Regions from separate parts of the Mus musculus genome. Here region 1 is linked to region 2. The links are chromatin contacts, called in public Micro-C maps. All regions are on one chromosome and are shown on one strand. Each heading gives the region's core, a stretch centred on a gene start, on an enhancer-like site or on the middle of the called end of the contact. The rest is flanking DNA. Distances are from core to core; before and after follow the strand shown. Region 1 holds the start of Tk2 (thymidine kinase 2, mitochondrial). Region 2 overlaps Bean1 (brain expressed, associated with Nedd4, 1).

Region 1 (6,734 bases), core at 146-2,645, 57 kb before region 2:
TTCTCTGTGATAAAACAAACACTGACCAAAAGCAATTTGGGGGAAGAAAGGGTTATTTGGCTTACAGGAGGGAAGACAAAGTAGGAACTCAAGGCTGGAACCGGAGGCAGAAGAAGCAGAAGCAGAAGAACTAAGAGTGTTTATCAGCTTCAGTAGTTCTCTGGTTTGCTCATTCATAAAGACCCGCAGCTCACCTGCCCAGGGACAGCATTGCCCATAGCAAGGAGGCAAAAAACAAAAACAAAACAAAACAACAACAACAACAAAACCCCTCCTTCATCAATTAGCAACAGGAATATGCTCCACAGACATGCGCACAGGCCAATCTGCCGCAGCCAGTTTCTCAATTGAGGCTCCCTTTCCCGAGGTGTTTCTAGTTTGTGTTGCCTTGGTAAGAATTAACTAGCCCACAACCCCAGTCCATTTAGATCTCTTTGGATCCTGCCCATCTAAGATCTGTTCATTTGGCTGAATCTGATCAACAGTTACCAACAATCTCACCCCAAGACGCTCACACACACACACACACACACACACACACACACACACACAACTGTCGACTTTGAATTTGAAGATTTTATTTGCCTTTACTAGGTGCCTAGCAAATAAACAGGAAGCCCTGTTAGGGTGATGGCTTTTTTGTTACAGATCTAAAAGAGTAAAACAAAACCCAGAAAATGTCTTTCTTCATTTTGCCCAAGACGACTGCCAGCATCTTGCCACCTGGAAGAAGTGGAAATCTTCTTTACACGCATTGTAACTGCCCATATACAGTCAAGGCGGCAACATCTGGGCTTATTGGTCTTGAATGGGTGAATTATAGTACCCAAGCTTATTTTTGCTTACAAGTTGGCCTTACATGCTTTTTTTCTTATCCCTTTTTTGTTCATTCAGGGGAGATATTCGTTATGCTTTCCCGAGGAACATTAAAATCCAAACGTTGAAAATGTCAAAGACTGTAACATTTGGGAACAATGGCTTTCACGGCCCTCTCACCTGTGTCCCTCACACTGTTTTTTGTGATGGTGGGGATTAAACCTAGGAGGGCCCTTTGAAGCCCAAGGACAAGCTTGGAAAATGTTCCCAAGTTTGACAAGGTCTACTTGCAGAGTATTTTCGAAGGAAAATACAGGACATCCTGAGTAGGCGGTGCGAGGTGTGGATGGAGCCGGCAACCAAGGAAGTAATCGGATATACTAAGCAGTCCCCGGCATTATTATGCCATCCATTCTCTAAATCTACTTGGGTCAGGGCCATTCTGCGGTCTGTAAGTGGGGAAATCCTCACTTTGAATCTCTTCGGTGTAGCCTAGAGGGAGAAATACTAGCGGATCCCTTAAGGGGCGGGGCCGGACAAGGGGTGGGGCGGGGCTCCAGGACGCACCGGAAGGAAGTAGGACTTGCACATCAGCCAGGGACTATGCTGCTGCGGTCGCTGCGTAGTTGGGCTGCCCGGTCCCTGCGTAGCGTGGGCCCGGGGAGCTCCGGGAGCCCCGGGAGCCTCGATTCGGGCGCCGGGCCGCTGTGGGCACCTCGCCGCGCCTGGCCTCCGGGTAACTAGTGCTTTTGTGCCACCTCGTAGGGGCCACACTGAACCCCGCCCCCTCACCTGCTAGTCCCCAGGAAGGGTCTGGGGACTGTGGGACCCTAATGAACTGTCAGGATCGGCACTTAGTGGGGCTCAAACGCGGCTTCTCGGCCCATTTTTTTAATTTTTATTTTTTATTGTCAGATTCTTTAGGCTTGGGAGGTGGCTAGTTGGGGCACGAGCTGTATTTAATCAGCTCTTAGTGGATGCAGGTGTCTGCGGACCTAGGGGGCGGGTTCAGGCTTGCGACTTTCTCCTCTTGCTGGCAGTGCGGATCTTTCTCTTCGGAAATGGAAGCCAGGTGACATAGCTTTCATTGGCCTCGGGCTGCTGCTGCCAGGTGGGTTGGCAGTGTTGCCAGTCTTGGCCTAGACAGCCTGGGTCCCAACCCTTGGAATCTCTCAGAGTGTAGGTTATCCCTGGGTGCGCTGTGAAGATCCTAAGCACACAATCCAGGTGAAACGGAAAGTAGAATGTACCGAGCAAAGGAAACTAAGCAAGCACACATGGGCCTGGGCCCAGTACAGCGACACATACGGACCCAACTGTAGAGAGTCCCAAGAATGGCAAACATTTTTTGTAAGCCAGGGAACACGCATACGCAATGACTGTGTGGTCATTTATCAGGTCAGCACAGAGCAGAGTGAATAATTGAAACATCGATTTCCTTTCCTTTTTTAGATAAAGATAGAGAAAATGATAAGGAGAAAAAAGCAGTGGTAAGTTTCTCTTTGCATGCTTTCTCCAGCGTAATTTCGGTTTGGTTTTGTTTTTTTTTTTTTTTTTTTTTTTGAGGCGGAGAACAAAAACAATGGTGCGCACAGTGAAAAACCAAACCCAAGACGATATCCAGGGTCACAAATCTCTCTTCCTTCTTGTGGCCCGGTTCCTCTCCTTAGATTCCATCACCGTTAGCCATTTCTTGTGTGTACGGGCGGGAGTGGGGCCTCGAGCTGCATTCAGGTAGTAAGCACTCATGTTCAGGTGTTTGTGAACTGCCAAAGATGCTGACCGAGCCATCTAAACGGCTTAAATTGCATCTATTTGCTTCACTGCCGATTGCCCCGCCCAGATGTGGGGGGAAGTGTTCTTCTCACTTCCTTCTGCTGTCTAGTGGAGACCAGAGAATCCACGAGGGACCTCAGGGTGGCCTCAGTCAGGAGGTGCTTGACAGGCAGGCTCTGGGGGTTGGGGCTGTGAGGTCAAAGGAAGTGCAAGTTAGACAGGTTTAAATGTTGCAGCAGTATTTTGGTTACCACCAGCCCAAGGGTTCAGTTTCTTCCTTTGAGATCATCTCACCCCAGGCTGGCCTCAAACTTGTGATCCTTCGGCTTCGACCCCTCCTGAACACTGGGATTTCAGTTGTGTGTCACTCCCAAGTGGTCAGGGCCCGTTTCTGTAAGGGAGCTGAAAGCCTTGAGCTCAGATGGCTGGGGAGAAGGCAGCTGGAGCACCTTAGTGCCTCTGGAGGGTGGAAGGTGTGCCCTCCTGTACCCCTTGGTGGGGCAGTGGAGGTAGTCAGGAGGAAGGCGTGTCCCTGGGAAGCAGGAGTGACATCACAGGAAGAGGAGGCTTGGTTTTCAAGGCTGGAGAAATGGCTCAGCAGTTAAGAGCTCTTGTTGATGTTACAGAAGATTCAGGTTTTTGTTCCTAGCACTCACGTGACAGCCCACAAACTGTTTACTTCCAATTCCAAAGGATCTGACCCCGCCTCTGCTGCTCTTCATGGACACCAGGCATACACTGGAGCACAGACGTACAAGCAGGCAAACCATTTATCCATATAAAATACATCTAAAAAGTTAGAGGAGGAAGGTGGTGGTGGCGGCACAGGCCTTTGATCCCAACACTCGGGAGGCAGTTCTCTCAGTTGAAGGCCAGCCTGGTCTACAGAGGGATTTCCAGGACAGCCAGAGTTACACAAAGAAACCCTGTCTTAAACAACCAAAATAAATAAATAAAATGAATGAAGGAGAGAAAGAAAATATGGATAGCTAGTGACATAGAATTTGTATTTGTAATTGTTGAGCTAACCTTGCCAAGTGTTGGACCTGTTCTGGATATGGTCTGATGCACCCCTGGGTGTACAGTAGCAGTTTGTAGAAAGTGGTAGTGTGGAGCCTGGTCTCAGGCTCAGGGTAGCCATTTAAGTACATTTTTGTGTGGGAGGCGCTGGGCTGGAACCATGAGACTTGAAAACAAAGCCATTGGCATTGCGCACGGTAACCTGACAGACGGGACAGTAAAAAGGACATCAGTGAATCTAGAAAGCAGTGAGTGAGCTTGGGGCTTTGAGGAGGGGACTCAGGACTCTGTGCAGCCTTGGGAAGCCTTGATGCCCCCTGAGAGGTAGAGGAGAGGGGACTGTAGTTGTAAGAATGTAGAGAGAGCCGTAGGCTGGCTTTATAGTCTGTCCTTAGATAGTGGAGGCTTGGAAGTGTTCAGAGAAATTGGGCTAGATGCCAACGTCAGAGTCACCAAAGGACTTCACCATAAACTGTGTAATTTTTACTAATTTATTTATTTATTTTTTAAGTTTTCGAGACAGGGTCTCACTGTCTTACCACGTAGCCCTGTCTGAATTGGAAATCACAGATCCTCCTGCCTCCGCCTCCCTAGTGCTGGCATTAAAGGGTGTATCATGTAACCTTTGAGGAGTAGAAATTTATTTGTTTCGTGTTTCTGGGGGCTGGAAAGTTCAAGGTTGAAGGACTAATATCTGCTGGAGGCTGCATATGTGTTTCATCCCATGGAAGAGAAGAGAAGACAAGACCAGACCCACTCCACAGATCATGCCTTTTTTTATCAGGAACCCATCCACTGATAACTGCCCTACCTCCACAATACTACTCCCGAATTCGCCTCCACAAGTCACTCTTTGTGCATGACTGCTCTATTTGCAGGTACACCTGCATGCCAGAAGAGAGCATCAGATCCTATTACAGATGGTTGTGAGCCACCATGTGGTTGCTTGGAATTGAACTCAGGACCTCTAGAAGAGCAGCCAGTGCTCTTAACCACTGAGCTATCTCTCTAACCCCCACCAGTCACTCTTGATGGCGGAGTTCACACAATCTCTCTGCAAGGTCTAATCTCTCAACACTGTTGTACCGGGGACTAAGTTTCCAGCTTGTGAACTTTAGGGGATGCATTCAGATCGTAGCACTGCCACGCACTGTGGTCCGACTTGCCTTTCAGGGTGAGATGGTAGGGATCACAGCAGGAGAGCTGTGGGGTAAGCTGAGAGGTACAGAGGAGTAGCGAGGTCTCCCTCTAGGAGTAGGAGAAATGCTACTTGTTTGTCCTTGGTTTTCATTAAACATCCAAATTGATTGGCAGTTCTGTAGGGTTACGGTGATCATTACTATTGTATTGCTCCTCCCCTGACAGGGTCTCAACTGTGTCCTGGCTGGCCTTGAACTCACAGAGACCACCTATACAATGAGAATGTTTAACTTCCTTTTTTTGATATATTAAATGTTACTTAAAAAGAAAGGTGTAGAGTTGGGTATGGTGGTACAGGCCTGTAATACCAGCATTGAGGAGACTGAGGTGAGAGGTTGGAGAATTTGAAGTTATCCTGGGCAACAGCAAGACACTCACATACATCCCCCCCCCCAAATAAAAGACTTATTTACTTTATTTATATGAGTATACTGTAACTATCTTCAGACAGAAGAGGACATCGGATACAATTACAGATGGCAGATGGTTGTGAGCCATCATGTGGTTGCTGGGAATTGAACTCATGACCTCTGGAAGAGCAGCCAGTGCTCTTAACCACTGAGCTATCTCTCCAGCCCCCCTCTGTCTCTAAATAACTAAAAAGTAAAAATGAGAGTGGGTGGATTTCCGTCGTAACGCGTGCTTAGCAAGCATCAGGTAAGTTCCATTCCCAGCACCAGAGAAAGATGCTCACCCGTGCCAGTTACAGTGGCTGGAGAGTGGACTCTGCTTCTGGGGGAGAGTGGGCTGAGCCGCGGCACAGACACAGAACTTTGAGCCAAGCTGCCTGCATCCTACAGCAGCACAGCCTCCTATCTCTGTAATCTGTTACTTTCTTTGCTACCCTCACATTTACTGTGAACACTGTTGAGGCTGGGACCAGATTTTCCATATGATGTGCTGGGCTCATAGTAGGCCTTCAAGCAGTTGAAAGACTCAAACCTGCCTGGTTTACTGCCTTGTCAAATCACCACGTATTGGTGGTAACTTCTAGCGAGGGTGTGGAGCAACAGGCTACTTGCTATATGGTAGGGTAGGCACTTCTCTGTGTGACCCAGAGGATGTGCAAGAAGGTTCTGAAGGAGCAATCTGTCTTAGATTGAACTGTGCACCTGTCGTGATCTGCTGGAGCCAAAACCAAAATATCGATTGAGGGCTTCTCTGTACAAGTCAGCAAGTTGGATCCTAGACGGCATGCACGCGATTTTTAGTCTCAAAGCCATTGATAAAAGTCAGGTTAAGGAAATGGGACACTTTTATACTAACACAGAACAGTGTGAAGGGTGGATCTAGGGAAGGGCTCAGAACTTGACTGGGCAGACAAGTTGTGTGCAGTTTAGGTGACGTAGGTGGCAGGGAGAAGGGTGTGTTGTTTGGGCTGAGGATGTAGTCCAGGGGCAGATAGCTTGATTGGTATGTATGAGGCTCTGGGTTTGACCCCTAGCTTATTTAAAACAAGAACAAGCGGGACCGGGTCAGGTGTGGATGGATCACATGGGTTTGTCAGAGGGTGCGGCATGAGGGATGCTGATACTGTGTGGTGGGACCTTGGGGGATTCCCAAGGTAGGGTTTTAGCTTACCTCTCAAAGTCCTGGCCCGAACCAAGAACCTGGCTATTCACCTGAGCCTAGTTCTGTCGTGCTTTATCTCTATGCCTAATGTACATTTGTCTTCTGCCAGGTTTGTATTGAGGGCAATATTGCAAGTGGGAAGACGACATGCCTGGAGTTCTTCTCCAATACAACAGACGTCGAGGTAAGGCTCTTACAGTGGGTTTGTAGGAACCCGAAACACCTCAGTGGAGTAAGTTATACCGGGCACAGAGAGCCCTGTCCAGCAGAAGGCTGATGCGAGCTGCCAGTGAGCTGCACGTCTGATCCGGTGCCTTTAAAGCCTCGTGGAGTGAAGCAGGGGGAGCTGT
Region 2 (6,941 bases), core at 2,279-4,778:
TCATGTCATATAAGGATATAATGAATATGAAAAATAAGAGCACAAAAAACGAGGCTGGGGAGATGCATTAGATCAAAGTCTCCCTATTTTACTGGATTGAATTACTACTATTCTGAAATAGATTGTGATACAGGAAGAGACATGAATAACCCTCAGAGCAATTACTAACAGAATTAAAAAAAAAAAACCCAGAAGACTACAGCAGCAAATTAAACATGTTTACTTAATGCCAAAGAGGTACAGGAGGAACACATGGACATAAAAGAGACAGGAGACAAAAGGCAAATACTCTAAAATGACCCTTGTCCTAGTCCATTATTTATATTTTATTAATTGGTGTTTTTAAAAATATATGTATAGATCTATTATTCAAGCAACAGAGTATCATAGTGAGTTAAATAGGCAAGATCAACTATACACTGACTCCAAGAAACACATTTTAATTAGATTTAAAAAACAAACAGATGAAAATAAAAAAAGAAATGGGAGAAAAAATACCACATGAGTAGTAATGAATCTAGTCTCTGCATGTGTGCATACATATGTGTGCCCCAGCATTCATGTTGAGATCAGAATAAAGCCTGTGGGGTAGGTTCTCTCCTTCCACCATGTGAGTCCCAAGGATGGGGCTCAGAATGTCATGCTTGGTGGCCTTGAGTCATCTTAGTGGCCTTAGCTGGCAAAATTATGCTAATTTCAGACAAAGTTTATAAACTCAAGGCAAGAAATATTACTGGAGGCAGGAACACCTCCTAGTATCAAGTCAATATATCAGGAACATATAGTTATTGGGTGAACGTACCAACTAATGAATCCCCCAAAACGTGAGAGAGAGTATTATTAGATTTGAAAAGTCATTTGAAAGTGGGAATTTTAACACTGCATCCTCAATAAGTAAGACAACAGCTATCTAGAAACTCAGCAAGGATCTGGAAGGCTTGAAGGATGCTAGCAAGCAGCTTGACATAATTGAATCTTAAGGAACACGTCACCAAGTGTTAAACCTGACGATTGGAGGACTATCTACCCCAGCACATATGGGACACTCTTTGGGATGTGTGGGTCACAGCACAAGCAGCAACAAATTCAGAGAGATTAAAGTGTACAAAATATGCTCTTTGGCTGTAGTATAATTAAAGTGGACATCCACAATAGAAAGATACATGAAAAATATCACACCGGCTCCTCCAACAGTGTGACATTGCACACCTTTATGAGAGGGAGGAATTATAGCCCCGTGGTTGCTCTCCTGTTTTCCTGACCTGGAACAGAGCTCTGGGGTGTCTGAGTCTGGGACACATTAAATGTGGCAGAATTTTGTCTCTGAGTCCATAGACGTTTCCCCAGTATCCAGAATTAACCTCAAAAAGTTTAGCAGTGTAATGTGTCATTAGTAGAAAGAGAAATATCTATAGGAATTTTAATCTTGCAACATGGCCACTCTGGCAAAGGATCACATCCAAAGATAGGATCCAAGCAGAGAGCAGACACACCCAGGATTATAGTATGATCTAGCTGGGGTATAGACACATCCTTAGTACACACCTTTAATCCCTAATACTAAAGGTAAGGTTAGTTTGTAGAAGGAAGCAGCCATGTTTTTAAGTGATGTCTAATTGAGAGGCAGACAAAGTGATGAATCAGAGAAAGATTTTTACAGAATGAATCAAAGATAGGATATGCCCAACTCTTAGGAGAACAGCACAGGAAAGAGATGTTACTTAAGAGGGCAACACACAGAGAGAACAAGCTAGACGCTGGTGGTGGTGGTGGTGGTGGTGTGGCAGTTTTACAGGGACAGTTTTACAGAGACAGGTTACAGAGAGAACAAGCTAGACACAAGTGAAGGCAGAATGAGCCAGAGAATGAGAAGGGGCCAGAATTAGAAAATATTGCCAAAGTTAGTATGAGGCTAAGCAGAGTGATTCAGTCAGAAGCTGAGAGAAGCCAGTTTGAATCAGTCAGCTTGAAAGATTAGGTTGGCTAGAAGCTTCTAGGCCTAGGTCTAGGTATAGTTAGAACAGATAAAGCAATGCTCTGGGCTCAACCTAAGCTGTACTGTATATTTACACAGCTTGGACAAGGCTCTTATCTCATCCCTCCATCTGAGGAAATAAAAGTGACATTTATAGAACTAGGCCAGCCCAAGTTACAGAGCAATATCAAAAGTCATGGGTCCAAAGCTGCCTCTGTTGCCTGCCTAGCACCTATTGAATGATTTGAGTCCCTTGACTCATTTGTAAAACTGGAGCAGTGTCCTCTGATGTAAGCTAATCAAAACACACTGGCTAACAGGATGGCTGGCTCATAACAGGTGTTCAGTATATGGAATTAAGCCTTAGAACCCTGAAGGCATTTCCTAGAAGCAGATCTAAATGTGAAGACTATCAGACATGGTGGCACACACCTTACTTAAATCCCAGCATTCTGGAGGCAGGGGATCTCTTGAGTTCAAGGCCAGTCTAGTCTACATAGTGAGTTTCAGGACAGCCAGAGCTACACAGGGAAGTCCAATCTTGAAACAGCAGCAGTAGCAGCAGCAGCAGCAGCAGCAGCAGCAGCAGGAGGAGGAGGAGGAGGAGGAGGAGGAGGAGGAGGAGGAGGAGGAGGAGGAGAGAAGGCAGCAGCAAAACCAAACAAAAATAAACTGGAAGGGCAAAGCCTTAACACTTGAAGAGTGAAATCCCATAAATACCTTCATGACTTCAGAACCTTTAAGTAGGACACAAAAGGTTCTAATAATTTAGAATGTCTGCACTGAAGTGAAGAATACTAATGGGAGTTTGGGCCACACGGTGGGACCAATAGGACACTGCGAGGGTTCAAGGGTTGCCCAGGGACTGAGATGTGAACAGAGTCAAAGTCAGATCTGAAGCAGGCAGGGTTGCTAAAAAATGACTTGTGGGATATATCTCATCATTAACCATGTGCCCCAGGATGGTGCATCCCACTGTGTGGCCCAAACTCCCATTAGTGTTCTTCACTTCAACGCAGACATTTTAAATTATTAGAACCTTTTGTGTCCTACTTAAAGGTTCTAAAGTCATGAAGGTATTTATGGGACTTCACTCTTCAAGTGTTAAGGCTTTGACTTCCAGTTTATTTTAGTTTGGTTTTGCTGCTGCTGCTATTATTGAACACCTCTCTAAGCTGTTTGTCTACTGAGACACGAAACAATCCTCTCCCTCGTCTTCCCAGAACCATCCTTTCCCCCATGATTAGCTTTTCACCCAAAACGGGCTTGTTCTTCGCTGGATACACAAGCGATTAGTCATGCCATCCATTACGGCCGCTCAGTGTCAAACAGCACTAACAGCCGGACCCATCTGCGATGATGCAGGAAAGTCAATTTAAAAAAACCCAGGCTTCGTGTTCATGCAGAGAACCCAAGACAGCCTGCCTTTCTTCAAATGATAAGAAGCCCCACGGGGAATCCTTTGCAGAGAGAAATATGCAGTCCTCAGCCACAGCTGACAGGAAGTGTGTACTGTTTACCCAGGGTGTCTCTGAGTGATGGCTTGCCTCAGCCGTGCCTCTGGAACCTCCCACTACCTGACTCAGGGTTGAGCTGAGTTGCCTCTGGGCCCCACTGCTACATACAGCTGACGGGAATGTTCTTGGTTACCAACTTAAACTGACAGACAGACCTTCATTTGGCTTTTTATATGTCTTGGCATTATCATTTATATCAAAGCCAGTGTCAAACCTAGGGAAGGGGCTGTGTGTCCCTTCGTTGCAAATGTGCTTCATCAGCTTGCCAAACCCATGGCATTTGTGTGAAGACAACTGTGGACAGCTGGGCCTTTCATTTCTCAAATCCCAGTTCAGGAGCTAAGACTGAACAGAACCTGACATGGGCATGACAGCTAAAAATTTACTACGCCAGGCTGGGAGCCTCAGCCTCACCCTTCTACTGAGGTCTGGTGCTTTTGACTTTACACTCAGTATAATTTATATTTTAAAAGAACTTAAAGATCGTGGGCCAGATTTCAGAAGATACCAATTCAGTTGTAAATTACACACTGTCTGGGTTGCTGATAGTCATGTTGTTGTAGATAATTGGATTTTATGCTTGGCAGACAGGCCAGCACATCACTACTGCAGGTATAATTGATCACCCTACTCCTCCACAATGCCACTGTCCCCAAGGTTGACAGTGTGCTGATGACGTACTATGCATGTGTAATGGCCATGTGTCCTCTAATGTCCTTAAAATGTCAGGACCAGTGTGCATACTTTAAAGTACGACAGATCCCTCTTTACCTTGAAAAGAAAGGGAGATTTCTGAAAAAGCTTAAATTATTTCGTGAGTGCTCTTTAAATGTCATTACAAATGTATTTACTGCAGTCTGAAATGTCAGTAACAGTAGAGGAAAACCTCTTCCACAAGATTGCTATGTGACTGAAAGTACTCAACATAGTTTTTACATTTGTAAAGTTTTATTCTAGGAATGGTAGTGATAAACTCTCTACTCCCAAGGAGTACAAGAATGTATTCATAACCTCATATTCAGTTAAAGATGTATAAACTAAATAATTGCATATATGAAAATTAACCTATATTTTATGGACTGAAAAAGTAGGCATATTCTATTAATCCAAAGGTACCACAATGAAAAACAGAGGCAATCTCTAATCAAGAAGATTTTTTTCAATAATATGTCCAAATGAGAAGTCATTCACAATATATAAAGAGTACCTAGAAATCAATAATAAAAGCACACTGTAAATGGGCAAAAGACTTGAGAGGTTCCTTAACAAGAGAGTTTGAAGTACTACATGAAGTTACCATAGAAATTCAAACTAAAACCACCATACACTATCTCTGTTTCCTACGTGAATGGCTGAGATGAGAAACTTAGACTACACTCACTGTTGTCAGAGCATACAGTGGTCAGAAATCTCACATTTGCTCATAAGAGGTCAGGCTGGAACAGCCACTATGGAAATGTTTAGCTTTACCCTTGAAAACTTAACGTATGTATATCCTTCCACCCAAGCTCCTCCTCCTAGGTGGGATGCCTTTTTATATGTTCACTGTGATGGCTATGGGCAGCTACTAAATAAAAACTAATTAAATTAAAAGAAACCCATCTTTTTATTTACACTAACCATTTGAGTGCTCAGTAGCCACATGTGGCTTGGGCTGTCTATACTGAACAGCGAAGACAGCATTTTCATTACTGAAGAACTTCTCTTGGATATCACTGTACTAGAATATCCACAGCATGGCTATCCGTGCATCATCTCACAATGAGAACACCCAGATGCCCACTAGAGTAGAATGATGTATTTACACAAAGGAATACTACCTAGTGGAGAGACTACTTCATCTACAATTATACTCAATGAGGTAGGTAAAGTGTGCAACACACTATTGATCAAAATAACATACTACATGATCCCAATAAAGTGAGATACACAGCAAACACTATTTGTGGATGTCATTGACACAGGAGAGCAAGTGGGGAAACATATGAAGGAGACCTGGGTGCAGGTGAGACGGTGTTTCCCCACAGGGCCATGCTCAGTTTGTGCGAATCCTTTGAGCTGTGCCCTGGTGATGGTGCACCTTTCTGTATGCAGAAAAGAAGGAAAAAGGATGGAAAAAAGAGCCATGAGGGAGGAAGGAAAGTGTGATGGGGAAAATAAAAGAAGGCAGAAGGGAGGAAGGGTTTCAGATTCGTAGTTTGTCAATCTCCAGGATGTAACGCCTCTACCATGGTGATTTTAGAGCTACCAGTAGTTAACCCATTTGCTCATGAAACTCCTAAATATTTTTAACTATTGGCTCTTGAGGGTGACATTTCTGCTGAGTGAGAGAAAGAGAGAGAGAGAGAGAGACAGAGAGAGAGACAGAGAGAGAGACAGAGAGACAGAGACAGAGAGAGGCAGAGAGAGAGACAGAGAGAGAGACAGAGAGAGACAGAGAAAGAGAGAGAGAGACAGAGAGACAGAGACAGAGACAGAGACAGAGAGACACACAGAGAGAAAGGAAAAGAAGGAAAGAAAAAAATCCCTAGAGACCAAGCAGGGTAGGGACGCTCAGCACTCCCTCCAGAGGTAGAGATTCAAGTACCTGAAGCTTGAAATAGGGTAAGGGCTGCTCCATCTAGGAGCTAAAGTTAGGTTCCTCTGACTGTCCCCGGCATCTTAAATGAGGATGTGTGTGTGTGTGTGTGTGTGTGTGTGTGTGTGTGTGTGTGTAGGGACATGTGAGGTGGGAGCAGGGACCGTGCAGTGATCTTTGTCCCTTGAAGCAGCTCTGCCAGTTTCCCTTTCGAAGGAGTCTGGTCTTCCTATTTAGATCTCTCTCCTGGGGTACTTTCTCACTCGTGTGTGGCAGCCACACTTAATTCTGAGACAGGGGACTGACGTGGTACCAACTCATACACTCTGAGACCTCATCCCGCTCCTTCTCTGCACTTGGTTACCAAGCCTATGGTAAGAGAGAGTTGGGACAGCTCCTGCAGATGGCTTATATCTAGCCTGCATCGCAAGGCTGGGTGAGCTGGTTTACATCTGGGCAAGGGGAGGGGGATCCTGATGACAGCTGTCAAAATTGCTGGACAGTCACTGTGCCAATCTGGGGCTGATGGGAAGGGAGAGAAAATCTTGGGGAGAGGGGCAGTTTTAGGAGGACCCTACAGGGAAGTCTGAGTGTAGCTTCACGGCTATCACAGTGGGATTAAAAGTCAGGAAGGAATCAACCTTATTGAGCATACTCTGTGTTCACCAAACCCTCAGGTCACATTGGAAACTTGGCCCAATTATCCCATTTCACAAGGGGCTAAGCAGTGATTCAGAGGAGTTAACTACATTTGCTCCAGTGTTGGCTGAGCCTGGCTCCTACTTAAGTGCTGCCCATGCATTAGGGCACACCTACTCAGTCCACAACCTACCCTCTGACCCTTTCCTGCTGAAGACACATTCCATCCAGG

What was found. Hi-C and Micro-C count contacts between places; a contact is called where the count stands out from the background.
Region 1: a contact with region 2 is called in a Micro-C map of muscle stem cells, with 3 times the contacts expected there. The contact joins the promoter of Tk2 here to the enhancer-like site in region 2. A contact is called at or near these places in 2 of 39 promoter capture datasets (embryonic stem cells and pre-B cells), 1 of 484 Hi-C or Micro-C datasets (muscle stem cells), 1 of 115 datasets of contacts at active chromatin or transcription factors (embryonic stem cells) and 3 of 9 other capture datasets (adipose tissue, liver and pancreatic islet).

The regions. Positions count from the first base shown.
Region 1 is chr8:104,243,219-104,249,952 of GRCm38.p6, reverse strand. It overlaps Tk2 (thymidine kinase 2, mitochondrial), which reads left to right and starts at 1,395. Exons shown (of 10, transcript NM_021028.3): 1 at 1,395-1,552; 2 at 2,269-2,306; 3 at 6,494-6,568. The coding sequence starts at 1,420.
Region 2 is chr8:104,188,173-104,195,113 of GRCm38.p6, reverse strand. All of the region lies in intron 2 of Bean1 (brain expressed, associated with Nedd4, 1), which reads right to left. Among named protein-coding and RNA genes, the nearest start is that of Gm10631, 5.6 kb to the right of the region's middle. Within about 2 kb of position 3,528, at least 73 of the 459 cell types and tissues checked have an H3K27ac peak or open chromatin away from gene starts, as enhancers often do. A contact at or near this core is called in muscle stem cells, where this site is marked.